Regions from separate parts of the Ovis aries genome. Here region 2 is linked to region 1. Evidence: chromatin contacts called from public Hi-C data. All regions are on one chromosome and are shown on one strand. Each heading gives the region's core, a stretch centred on a gene start, on an enhancer-like site or on the middle of the called end of the contact. The rest is flanking DNA. Distances are from core to core; before and after follow the strand shown.

Region 1 (6,123 bases), core at 1,470-3,969:
TACTCTGCTCTGTGCCCTACCCAGTGGAAGCCAAAAATTAAGCGAAGCCTTTTTAAAGTTTGCATAGGCTGTTTCAGGAGAGAAGCCACACCCACTTTCTGTTTAGCATTGTATGAGTGTGTGTGTGTGTGTGTGTGTGTGTGTGTGTGTGTGTGTATGTGAATCTTCTGTCTTAAAAGAAGACAAACGTTTTCCGGTTCCTTTCATAAGGTGCTTCAGTATTCTCACATTTTAATTTCCTCCTTTGGATTGGTATAATTACCATTCAAATCTGTTATACTCCAAAAATAAGCTAATTCCCCAAATAAATTCAAACAGCCTACACACACACACACACACACACACACACACACACACACATTCTGCTGTCATCCACTCCATTACAACCTACATCATGGTGTTCATTTGGGAACTCTTCCATACTTAGCCCTTGCTGACAGCTTTGCACCAAGACAGCTTCCCTGTTTATTTCCGAGCTTGGTGGTGCTAATAGAACCTGGAGTGCCTACTCCTACAGCTGCTCCTTCACATGGTTCTGTTCACCAGTTTCACCTCAATCAAAGCAGGCATTAGCTCACAGTGTTTGTGGACCAGATTATAAATCAACCCATTAGACAAAACTCCTTATTCATCTGTAAAGTGTCACAGGATCACCAGCCTGCATAGTTTGTCATAGAATTTATATAACAATCATACTTTGTGCTCTCATTTTCCTACCTGTGCATTTGAAAAATATGCACAAATAACCAGCTTCTAATTTTCCATTTGAAAGAAGCAGAAGAAATCCATGTCTCATCTTAATCAATGAAAAAAATACTTAACCATGAACAGAAAGTCAGAAAACACAGCCTCTGATAAGAGAGGATGAAGGAAGCATGCTGGACCAGCTTAGCTTCTGGTGAATGTGATGCGGGACTTGAAAAATTCCAAGGGGGATTTTCCCCCATCTTAAGTTTTTATTGAATTTGTTACAATATTGCTTCTGTTCTGTGTTTTGTTTTTTTTTGGCCATGAGGCATGTGGGATCTTAGCTCTCTGACCAGGGATCGAACCCGCACCTCCTGCATGGGAAGATGAAGTCTTGACCACTAGACCATGAGGGAAGGTCCCCCAAGAGGGATTTAAAAAAGAAAATCTCTATTAATGTGTGTGTGTGTGTGTGTGTGTGTGTGTGTTTTTACCAATTGAAAGATATGCCATAATAGAGCTCAATTCTTCACTTACTTCTCCTCTTAAAGTTGATATTTTCTTTGTGGTTAGTGAACTCTGGGATCCCAGCCTTTACACAATGTGGTGCTCCTGCCAAGATGACTCACTAAGCTGGTGCATGAACTGAATGTCTGTATACCCTGAAAATTCTATGCTGAAATACTAACTCCCCAGTGAGGTGGTGTTAGAAGGTGGGGCCATTGGGAGGTGCTTAGGTCATGAACAGGATCAGTATCCTTATAAAAGAGACCCCAGGGAGACCCTTATCCCTTTTTCCATTTGAGAACCCAAGAGGACACACTACCTATGAACCAGGAAGTGGCCTAAACCAGTGCTGAGTCTGCCAGCATCCTGACTGTGAGAAATGAATTTCTGTCCAGGAAGATCCCCTGGAGAAGGAAATGGCAGCCCACTCCAGTATTCTTGCCTGGAGAATCCCATGGACAGAGGAGCCTGGTGGGCTACAGTCCATAGGGCTGCACAGGGTTGGACACGACTAAAGTGACTTAGCACATACATAAACCACCCAGTCTACAGCATTTTGTCATAGCAGCCTGAACTAAGACACTTATTAAACTATTTCAGATGATAAAAGCAACAGAACTTCAGAAAGTGAACAAAAGGAAACTTTATAATTCCATGCCCAACACAAAACTGCTTTACATTTTGTATCTCCCCTTCCAGGTCTTTAAAATTTTGAATCTTTACTTTAAAACATTTCTATTAAGCAAACACAAGAGCCAATTATAGAAACCATCACAATAAATTATAAAAGGAAAACAATTAGAATAATCTCTAATCCTTCTCCCCAGAGAGGAATTCTGTTAATATGTATAAATGCAGTTCTCTCTTCTTACATTAATGTATATTTTTAAATGGCTTCTTTTTCAATGCTCTTATGACTCTGTTCTACCTTTATTCATTTGTTCATTCATTCAATAAATATTTATTAAGCACCTACTATGTATCTGTCAGTACTTTATGGGGTAAAAATGAACTACAACGGTGCCATGGTCCCTCATGGTTCTCATGAGGTTTATAGCCTAAAGAAGATAGATCTGAAAAAAATTACTAGTTTCTCTTTGAGAGCAAAATCATTGTCTATTGGCCTTAAAGCTTCATCTCCCTTTCAAACCTCTCTCCCTGTCTTGCCCCCACAAATGCCAATCTCCTTCTACTGTTGAGCATTCATAAGCCTGCACCACAGTTCAAGCGAGAGTGCCCTGGAACTCTCCATTCCTGCTTGTACATTTCACCCCCATGTCCTCCAAGGGCAGATGAGTCATTGAGTGTGGAGACAGTTCTATAGAGCACAGACTGTATCACCAAGTGGTCTTGCAAAAGCTTCTGATAATACTTACAAAGCTGTGAGAGTTCTGAGAATTCTACTGACAGGAAGAAGAGGGGTTTGGAAGAGGAAGTCAGATAGAACAGGTGGTCACAGCACAGCTATCTAAGCTGGGCTAAGAAAGAGGAAGCGTTCTCCTTTTTTGGCTTCCAGGCAGCACTCTCCTTTGGGGAAAAACAAACAAATTTTGCGGTGGCTGAAAGCCTAGAGGAACCAGAAGCTATATGCTGTGTGGTGCTGCTGCCCAGGCCCCGCGGCCCTGGAATGGGATGTTGCGTGAGTCTCCACGCCAGGTTCCAAGTGAGCCTCTTGCTCAACCAGACGCTGGGTGGGGTTCTCGGAGCCAAGGTCCAGGGGCAATTATTAGATTAGCTTCACACAAGTTGCTACTGTGATTTGCCTGTGGACTCTTTTTAAAAAAATGTCTTCCTAATACTGCTTGGGAAAATGGCCAGTATCCTGACCTTCTCAATAAGATGAAGAAAAAACTATCAAATGCATGATGAGGGTGTTCTGTGTTTGCATGGTCAGCTGGACCTTATATGGTCCACCTAGCAGCAGCAGCAGCAGCAGCAGCAGTCATGGTCTGTACCCCAGAGGACTTCATTTTTTTCATAAGGGTTGACTTTCCCTTTCTGAAGAAGGACTAAGCCCAGAGGACCTTCTGATCCATTTTCGCATCCTCAGCACTGACATGTGGTTTCTTTTTGATACAAACCATGACTCGTGCTTGTTCACTACCTGTCCCACCCTTGAAAGTCCTTCTCTTCTCTTGGCTGAGTCCTGCCACTCCTGCCTACTGCCCCCTTTCCCCGCCACACTATGGCCCCACCACCACCTGCTTTCAGACCCACCACTCCGTTATGTGCTACTGGGTCTCCCTGCCTTCATCTCCCTGCCTTCCAGTCCCCCTTCACCACTGTGGCCTCTGCCATTCTCCATGACTCTTGATGACACTGTCGAAGTTGCTCAGAACTCCCAGGCCTGTCTGCTTCTCTCTGGAAGTCCTAACCATCCATTGAAGGCCCCCTGGAAATGTAAGTCTCTCTGTGAAGCCTTGGCCCATCTTCCCAAGCAGAAGTGACCCTCCCTCTCTTCCCCTTTCAGGTCCCACCAGGACTTTATTCATTCCCAGTGCAGGGTACTGTGCCTGCTGTTGGGGTACCAGGTAGGTAAGACATGGCCTTTGTCCCGAGAACCTTCTGGATGCTCTGTCTACTTACGTGCAGATAAGCAGAGAGGTACAATGATAATGGCCAGGCATAAGCCCTCAACCATGACCTGACTGTGTTACCCTTCATAATACACAATTACAAGATAACACACATCTCTACTATCTGGTGAGTTGCTAGTCTGGTAAATCCCCAGTGGCAAAGATTAGGTTTTAGTTTCCTTCATCTTCTCTAGAACAAGGTCCTCTAGGATACATAGCCCACATTCCATGAGGGTCAGTTTAATGAAATTAAAAGACAAAAATTCTGATTTGTATAGCGATTTATAGGCATCAAGGCACTTTTCACAAGCTTGTGTAATTGAATCCTCCAGGACAGTGGTCCCTATTGTGGCTGCTTCCAAAAAATGTTCTTCCCCAGGCTCCACTCCCAGAGACATTGATGTAATTACTTGGTGTGGGCCCAGGCACTGACATTTGAAAACAACAATCTTCTGGTGATTCTACCAGGCAGCTAAGAGGGAGAAGCTCTGCTTTCCAAGTGGAGCAGGTACTATCTCCTCTTGGTTTGTGGGGAAGTGGAAGTGGAGAGAGGTTAAATAATTTGCTTGAGCTCATGTAGCTTGTTAAGGATGGAATCAGGACACTGATTCAGGATGGCCTCCCCCCAGGGAAAGCAGCACAAATAGTGAAAACAGCTCTCTGATGAATATGCTGGGGCTTAGTGTAGAAAGCTGAGTGTGTGCTGGCTTCCTGGGGGAAGACAGGTCAACAGCAGCAGGGACCCCAAGGGCAAGTGCTGGTTACTAGGGTCAATGTCGAAGGCAAGAAAGACCTGCTTTCTTGTAGCAGGTCAGACAAAATGCCGCATTCTTTACCATGTGCCTCTTTGCCTATCAATCTTTATCTTGATTAATGGTTTCCCTGAATTTACTTGCCCTCTCCCACTGACTAAGTCCCAGATACTACAGCCTGAGGTGTTAATTTGGTTGATTGAAAAAGAGGGAACCCTTAGAAGTCATTTTATGACTCTGCAGGCCAAATTTCCCCAGAAACATTCACTTCTGCGATTCCAAGTTTCATGAAAATGCCCAGGAATTAATTGGAAGTCGTTCCTCAGTTTTAACTTTCACTGACCTTTGTTCAAAATCATGAAACCAGAAGACTAAGAAACCATACAACTAGCTCCTCGGTTGTACATAAGTTGAATTCCAAAGTTTGTAAATCAATTGTTTGGAATGCATAATAGACTTTCTTGCAGAAATCATCTTTAAAAACCGTGGTAAAATTCCCAAGCTCTCCCATAAAGTTTATCTTAGGCAGAAGATAACAAAGATTATTAACAGAGAGGAGAATTCCAGAAATTCTCCATGATTATTTTCTGGGAGCGAAGCAGAATAAAGAAGAGCAATAATCCCTGAGGCGGGGGAGGCGTTCAGTGTTTCCAAGCAAGTGAGAAATTCAGAGGACACAGTCTTTCACTTTTCAAGGCTGGATGAAAATGCCAGTAGAAATGATTACACAATTTATTATTTTATGTTGGGAACCGAGGGCACACACATATACATATACACACATGGATATGTGTATACATACAACCTTCCCACACTTATATATGTGCACACGTATGCACATTGGCAACCCACTCCAGTGTTCTTGCCTGGAGAATCTCAGGGACGGTGGAGCCTGATGGGCTGCCATCTATGGGGTCGCACAGAGTCGGACACGACTGAAGCGACTTAGCAGCAGCAGCAGCAGCATGCACATGTCTACACACATACATGTTTACACACAGATGCACTAACATGGATTTGGGAGTCAAAAGAATCTCGCACAGAGGAACAGTTTCCCAGTATCCAGGCTTTGAGTCTTTGGGTGATTCTGAGAATGAGGCAGGTTGGCCAGGACCCTGTGGATCACTCCCCCACGACTTAGGATCTTTTATCTGAACTCTCGAAGAAAATACCACATAATCATCGAGCCACATTTTCACCCTGCTCTTCTGCAAAGTAAAATGTTATCAGGAAACTTTGGTTGATCTCTGTTATACTGTGAAGCATGCTGTTAATTGCAGAGTATTATTCTGTATCACATTGACAATCTGAGCAGAGCTTTTTTCCTTAGGATAGGATGTACAAGCACATTGCATTTTCATATTTTGCCTTCCTTAACAAAGCGCAGGTCAAAGCATAAGTCACATGAGAAAAGTTCTTAACTATAAAAACAAATTGCATGCCCCTGTCTCATATCACATAGGAAAAACTAACTGAAAATAGACCATAGACCTAAACATTAGCCGAAAAACATAAAACTCTTAGAAGAAAATTTAGGAGTAACTCTTTGTGACCTGGGATTAGGTAATGGTTTCTTAGATACGACACTGAAAGCAAAAGTG
Region 2 (6,749 bases), core at 3,764-6,263, 160 kb before region 1:
AGGATGCAACCATCTCTTCAGAAGTCAAAGCAAGATGGGGAGTTAGTGGAAAGTAGCAGGTTACTATGTGTCTGTCAGCTCTTAAGCAAGCGTTGCTGATTAAAACAAGGGGCCCTTATTTACATCTACTTCTTTAAAAGGCTGATCTCAGAGAATGGATGGAAAAGTTGACATGCGTTGATCAAAATAACCGGTAAATGGGGGTGGGGAGCAGAGCAGGGATAGAGTGGGTTGACCCCCTGGGCACCGGTGGCCACGGGCATCTAGGCATGTGCTTCCCTTAGTCACCACTGGGTTAGGGTGAACTTGAAGATGACATCACAGTCGGCCCTCCCCTCTGTATCCGAGGGTTATGCATCCATGGAAAAGAAATTCCCGAAACTTCCAAAAAGGAAAGCTTCAATTTGCCAATTTGCTGGCAACTATTTACATAGCATTTACACTGTATTTACAATTATTGATGGGTCAGTTCCATTACATTAAGTATCACAGGTAATCTAGAGATGATCCAGCATACACGGGAGGATGTGAAGGTTATGCGCAAACACTGCCACTTCATATAAAAGACTGACTGGAGCATCTTCGGATTTTGCTATCAAAGGGGCGAACCCCCGAGGATACAGAGAGGTGACTGCATTAAGAATTATCGAGACTCCCTAACACTGTACGTTAAACATTTCAGAGGCTGGATGCAAGCACTGCCTCAGGTTCATCACCTCTCCTCCAGAAAGCACACGAAACTTACAAAGAAGGAGTGATCTTTGAAGGTGGGCGTTTCCGGAGTGCCCTGGCTATACATGGACATTCTTCTCTGGAGGGCGGCCACCTTGTTCCCAGCGCCCGAGGATGGGGTCATGTCCTCCACGTCAAACGGACTGCAAAACAACAGGACCCCATGAACGCATGCTTGTTAAAAGCACCCATCATCACCGGACCGCAGGCCAAGAAAGCACCTCATTATACTAACGTAAACTCAGCCAGTGGGAACTGGGCTTGCTGTCTGTTGTTCAGTCACTAAGTCATGTCTGACTCTGTGACCCCTTGGACTATAGCCGGCGAGGCTCCTCTGTCCAGGCAAGAATACTGGAGTAGGCTGCCATTCCCCTCTCCAGGAATTATCCCGACCCAGGGACAGAACCCGCATCTCCTGTGTTGGCTGGCAGATTCTTTACCACTGAGCCACCAGGGAAGCTGGAGAACTGGGCTGGTTTTCGCCGAATTGGTCTGTCACCAAACAAACCATGATTTTAAAAAAGTGGAGCAGAAAAAGAAGTCTAGACTCACCCAAAGGACCACTGATTATCATCACAGCTTTAAGTACAATTTATGTGCACACCTGGATACCAATTAAATCTGCTTCTTCATTCATATTAGAGACATAAACATAAAGAATCTGCCTGTGAAGCAGGAGCCACAGGAGATGCGGGTTTGATCTCTAGGTCAGGAAGATCCCCTGGAGGAGGGCACATCAACCCACTCCAGTATTCTTGCCTGGAGAATCCCAGGGATAGAGGAGCCTGGGATGTTACAGTCCATGGAGTCGCAAAGAGTTGGACATGAATGGAGTGACTTAGCGTAACACAAGATGTTGAAGAAGTCTGTAAAAATTCCCGGAGCTTTGCAAGGACAGATGCTTTAATGATACAGGAGAGAAATAGATTATTGTTTGGTTCTGAAGAACACATTCCTGTTCATTTCAGTTCACCCAGCACCCGCTGCGTGACTGAGAGGACAAAAGTGTTCACAGTGATGCCATTAGTCATCGTGACATGGGCTCATCCAGCAGGGGCTTGCATTTGAGATGTCAGTGGTTACAAATTACGAGGAGAGACGGGCTAGGCAAATCATGTGGACACTGTTTTAGTGACAAGGTTACACGTCTTTGCTGCTTCCATGCCTGACCCTCTTTGTTGTAAAGGGGCCCAGACGTTAATATTCGACAGGCCCTCGTTACTTGGTAACATGGGCATAAGATCAACTGTTGTGAGCAACCAGTGTTTCATAACTTAGCAAGACCTTTCCTATGGGATGACTTCAGAAAACCACTTGTTATTTGGAGGATAATTGCTTTACAATGTTGTGTTGGTTTCGGCCATACAACAACGTGTATCAGCCATAAGCATACATATGGCCCCTCCTTCTTGAGCCTCCTTGCCACCCCCCACCCCTCTTAGCAGAAAACTACTTTCAAGTTCCTTACTTTGACAAAAGATTTCTCTTGCCCTTTGGAAATATTCTATTTCAGCATTTAGAGTGTGGAGAGACTAAAGATATCCAAAGCTTTCCAAAGCACTGTAGGATGTCTGAGATAAAGAGGGTTAAGCAATTAAGACACCACAGCAAGCATCAGGATCTTTCTGCAGACAAAATATGGACCGTTTCTTTCCTTCACATCAGTTGACTTGAGAGATACATTTCTTTAAATACGTTCAAGGGTTGAGGAGGAGGGACGGAGGCAGGATAAAATGTTTAAAAACAGAAAGTCAAAGAGGAGAGTAGTGATATGATATTAACATGTGTGAACACCTAGCAACCCTAGTAAAGAGATTCCTGGGCCGTGGGGTGGGGCCTGAGAGTCAGCGTTCATGCCAAGCTCCTTGGTGATTCTGATGGTCCACGCGCCACCCCGGGAATAGCACGAGCCTGTGACACATATTTTCACTGCAATGATATAAAAGAGGGCAACTTACTACCAGGTGATTTCCAGGTTGAGTTTGATGGTGCCAAGGTCATTGATGTCCACAGCTACCACCTGAGGTCGGGCTGCAAACAGCTCTTTGGTCTCACAGGTCACGCTGCCCACCAGGAGGTGAGTCGCCAGCCCTTTGAGTTCTGTGACCTGGTGAGAGAGGGAAGGGAGAAAGGCCTTACAGGACAGTGCTGGACGAAGGCAGCCCCTCTCCTTTGTTTTTCTTGGCCAGGGGAGGCATTGCAGAATCATATCTGAAGCTGGAGGTGGGTGTTTCCCAAGCCTGCTCACATTTACACTGCCCGCTCTGACACAAGGGTGGGTCTGGGGATGTGCTTGTAGCACAGACAGTGGTCTGGGGGGTGGAGGGGCAGCAGGCAGAGGTCTCAGGGACAGGTCTCCATGACAGATGTCTTTGCTGTGGCAGCAGCAAAGACAACACACAGCAGTGCCGATCCCGTACCTTGATGGAAATGAACCCGACTATCAGCGGCAGGAACACCATCTCTTCTCCGTCCCAGCTCTGTTTGCCGTTTACCTCTATCCTGCCTTTCAGTTTCCACCTCTGTCGGCCATACTTCATGAAAATCTAGAGAGAAGACACCAAAGGGTCCTCAGGTTCCATTGCCCTCACCTGCCTCCCCTCCAAACATCAGGATCAAAAAGGCAGGTAACAACCGCTCCTCCCCTTCTCCAGCATCCTCACGCCACATCCTGACTGTTGCTTCTTCCAAATTCTCGGGGTGGGAGTGGGTGGAGCAGAGGACCAGTGGGGAAAGACTTTCAAAAGGGAGTAAGTTCTGCTCCTCTAGGACCCAGTGCGGAGGGCTTCCTTTAAAAAAAGGTTATTTTATCAAGCCCTTCAGCTCACTCAGGTCAACCAGCTCTTTCTCTCCTTAGTTCTGCTTCAGTAGAACCACCACTGGATTAATTCTGCACACTCCCCAGCCCCTTCAGAGAGACAAGGAGCCAACAGCTAACATCTACTCAGCGGCCAGAAGCAAGAAATAAGACATCCTCCTTTTGGGAAAGGGAGATGGAGCTGGACAAGGATTTTGAAACCTGACACCTCTGGGGAGAGGGTGTGCAGACTCCCCTCAGACAGCTTTACTGGTTAGAGGAAGATACAGTCCCCCAACCTCCCACCAAGATGGATGATTAGAGAAGGTTCTGGAGGTGACGGTTAGATGAAATAATTATGCAGGTTCCCTTTTGAAAAGGAAAAAGATAAAAAGCTTTTTTTACTTGTGGAGTATACTTTTTATAAAGAAAGACCTAGATTTCACAATTCTTCACTCCTGATACTTGCAAGAAGTCATAATCTTGGGTTGGATCTTGGGTCAGGAAAAAAGCTGCTATCGAGGACAATATTGGGGCATGGAAAAACATGACTGTAGATCTCACGTCTAATGATACGAGCTAAGGGATCAATGCTAAGTCTGCTCATGTCAAGAACTGGACAATGTTTATATGAAAGAATGTCTTCCTGTATTCAGGAAAATAATTTATGGGTGAAGGGTCATGATATCTGTGCATTAATCTACAATGGTTCAGAAAAATAACAACAACAATATTAACAATAATAAAGCAAATGTGGCATAATGTTAAAAATTAGTGTCTAGATGGCCCATATATGAGAGGTCTTATACTAATCTCTAAACTTTTTATTTATTTATTTATTTATTTTTAATTTTAATTTTTACTTTATTTTACTTTACAATAATGTATTGGTTTTGCCATACATTGACACTTTCTTATGGGCCCAAATTTCTTTTTCAAAATGAAAAAAATACAAATAAAAAGACAATTGAAGAGACAAAATAATGACAACTGACTCTTGTCTCTCAAGTCCAACACCCAGACTGATACCATACTCACTTCATATTGATCTCCAGGACAGAGGCGAGCAAAGCCAGCCAGACCTGTAAGCAAGCAGTTGGGATCAGAGACACAAAGTCAGTTACTCCTCTTTACAAACCCTCACCGGCACATTTATAAAACTCAAAGTGTCAGGCCTTTGTGAAACCTCATGTAATATCTTCTGGGGACCCTCTGTGGGCACAGCTATTGTTGGGAATTCCATCTATCTCAGCGAGAGAGGACATTCCTTGCTGGGATGATGGGAGAGGTGCTCGCCAGGCAGATAAGGCTGTTTCTTCTATGAAGAACCCCGTTAAGTCGTGAGACTGTGAGACAGATGAATCTGCTTTCCACCAGTTCCATGGGTGATGCCAGGGTTGAGACAGAGAAGGTCCATGGAGGCCTCAAAAAGCACCTGCTGTTACCACTCTCTGTCAGTAGATGGCAGCAACTTATCAGTTCCTCACACCTCTCCATCCATAGAATCACTCCATTGAGGACCAGTTTCTACTAACAGGTAGAACATTCACAAGCCTCTTAAAAAGATTTACTGAAATAAGAGCAGAATTAAAGAAGCCAGTTTTCACTAATAGTTTTCTGGACGATTAGTCTTTTATTTTTAGTACTTCTGAAGCAAAGCACAATCAACTTGTTTTTATAAATCCAAATTGGCTGGATATGCCAATTCCAATAAAATCCTAAGCACTCTCTAAAAACCTCTACCGACTATTCAGAATTCATCTACTGCCTGTTTACCTACCTCTGCAATTACAGTGGAGGCCTGGTTAAAAAAGAAAAGAAAAGAAAACCTAAAAAAATGATCTGATATCCTTGCTGGATAAAGGAGAGTAAGGTGAAAATCCTTTGAAGGTTTTTTTTTTTTTTTTCCCCCTGTCAAAAATCACTAGAAATTTTGTATTGGAAGAACTTATCCAAATGGGAGAAAGCTACTTGGTACAGATGTTTTTGAGTTTCTCAGCTCATGTTATTAAAGCAAAAGTTTTTTGAATTGCTTGTGGTTGCATCACACTGATACTGCGATTATCACCATATCGTGGCATGTGGCAGTAGGTAGGTAAAAACAGGCCTGGGGCTATGCTATGCTTCTTCAAGTCCTATCTGCTTATGTAAGCCATTACGGTACTGACGGCATGACTAAAACAGCTACATTTACTGCCTAGTGAGTATCCTTTCAACCTGGCCAGGTTTCTTTCAGACTCTAGTCTGATGCCTGTTTGGACTTTCAGCTGGGGAAAGCTTCATGTTCCTCAGTGGTTTAGGGATGAATGCAGCACTGTCTACAGAGCTTTCAAGATGATCACTCCAAAACCCACCACAGGGGTCAGCACCAGGGAAGGACATGGGAGGTGGGGGGCTGAGGGGCCTTTTATCTCCATGGTGTGTCTTCCTGCCTCTTGCGGATGCTTTACTAGAAACGCGCCTAACTGATGAAACAGCTCTCCCACACACAACCTCTTTCAGAAGCCCCAGATACTACAGTGAGCAGTCGCCTACCCTGCTCTTCCTTTGCTCAAGAGCCATTCTGCCAGAAGAACGCATCCCTTTTTTTTTCTAGTTCTACAAGGATCTATAAGGATCTTCTTTTCCAAAGATAAAGAGGATCACACATGTTGGCTGGCAGCACGTACACAGGGAAAAGGCTGGTTGGAAATTCATGACACTTTAAACAAAATTCAGCACTGGGGGGAGCCATTCTGAAGCTAAGGAAGTCACACTTTCTACTCCAAGGAAAACAGCCAAATAGCTGAATAGCTGGGAGCTCCCGTTACAGGCCTGACGGATTTATGCTGAGACATAAATAATGCAGATTTACTGGCTCCCTTGAAGATGTCCCGTCTCCTGGACTGGACCTGCCCTGAAAGCTGCAAGGGCCAGGACAGACTTTTGGACATACACACTGCCTGGAACTTAATTCGAAGCAGGTAATAACTGGGAGAAGTTGATTTTGGTAACGGACCAGATCTTTTCATGTGCACATTGGTGGATGGCTCTGCACTCTCCCTCTTTAGGCTGGCACTGGAGCCTCTTTAAAATCTGGCACCAAGGAGCCCCACAACTCTCCTCCTAAGGTCCTCTCCTGCTTGCGCAGTTGTTCTGCTGCCAAATCGCTTCAGTCGTGTCCGACTCTGTGCAACCCCATAGATGGCAGCCCACCAGGCTCCTACTTCCCTGGGATTCT

The links. A called contact is a pair of places that touch in the nucleus more often than the background predicts.
Region 2: a contact with region 1 is called in a Hi-C map of blood, with 4 times the contacts expected there. The contact joins two enhancer-like sites. A contact is called at or near these places in 11 of 16 Hi-C or Micro-C datasets (blood, hypothalamus, liver and 5 more).

What each region holds. Positions count from the first base shown.
Region 1 is chr20:31,822,242-31,828,364 of ARS-UI_Ramb_v3.0, reverse strand. The region is part of intron 1 of RIPOR2 (RHO family interacting cell polarization regulator 2); the gene reads right to left. Among named protein-coding and RNA genes, the nearest start is that of RIPOR2, 32 kb to the right of the region's middle. Within about 2 kb of position 2,719, at least 7 of the 54 cell types and tissues checked have an H3K27ac peak or open chromatin away from gene starts, as enhancers often do.
Region 2 is chr20:31,979,030-31,985,778 of ARS-UI_Ramb_v3.0, reverse strand. It overlaps RIPOR2 (RHO family interacting cell polarization regulator 2), which reads right to left. Exons shown (of 20, transcript XM_042237466.2): 9 at 4,568-4,611; 10 at 3,153-3,278; 11 at 2,691-2,839; 12 at 746-875. Among named protein-coding and RNA genes, the nearest start is that of ARMH2, 28 kb to the left of the region's middle. Within about 2 kb of position 5,013, at least 4 of the 54 cell types and tissues checked have an H3K27ac peak or open chromatin away from gene starts, as enhancers often do.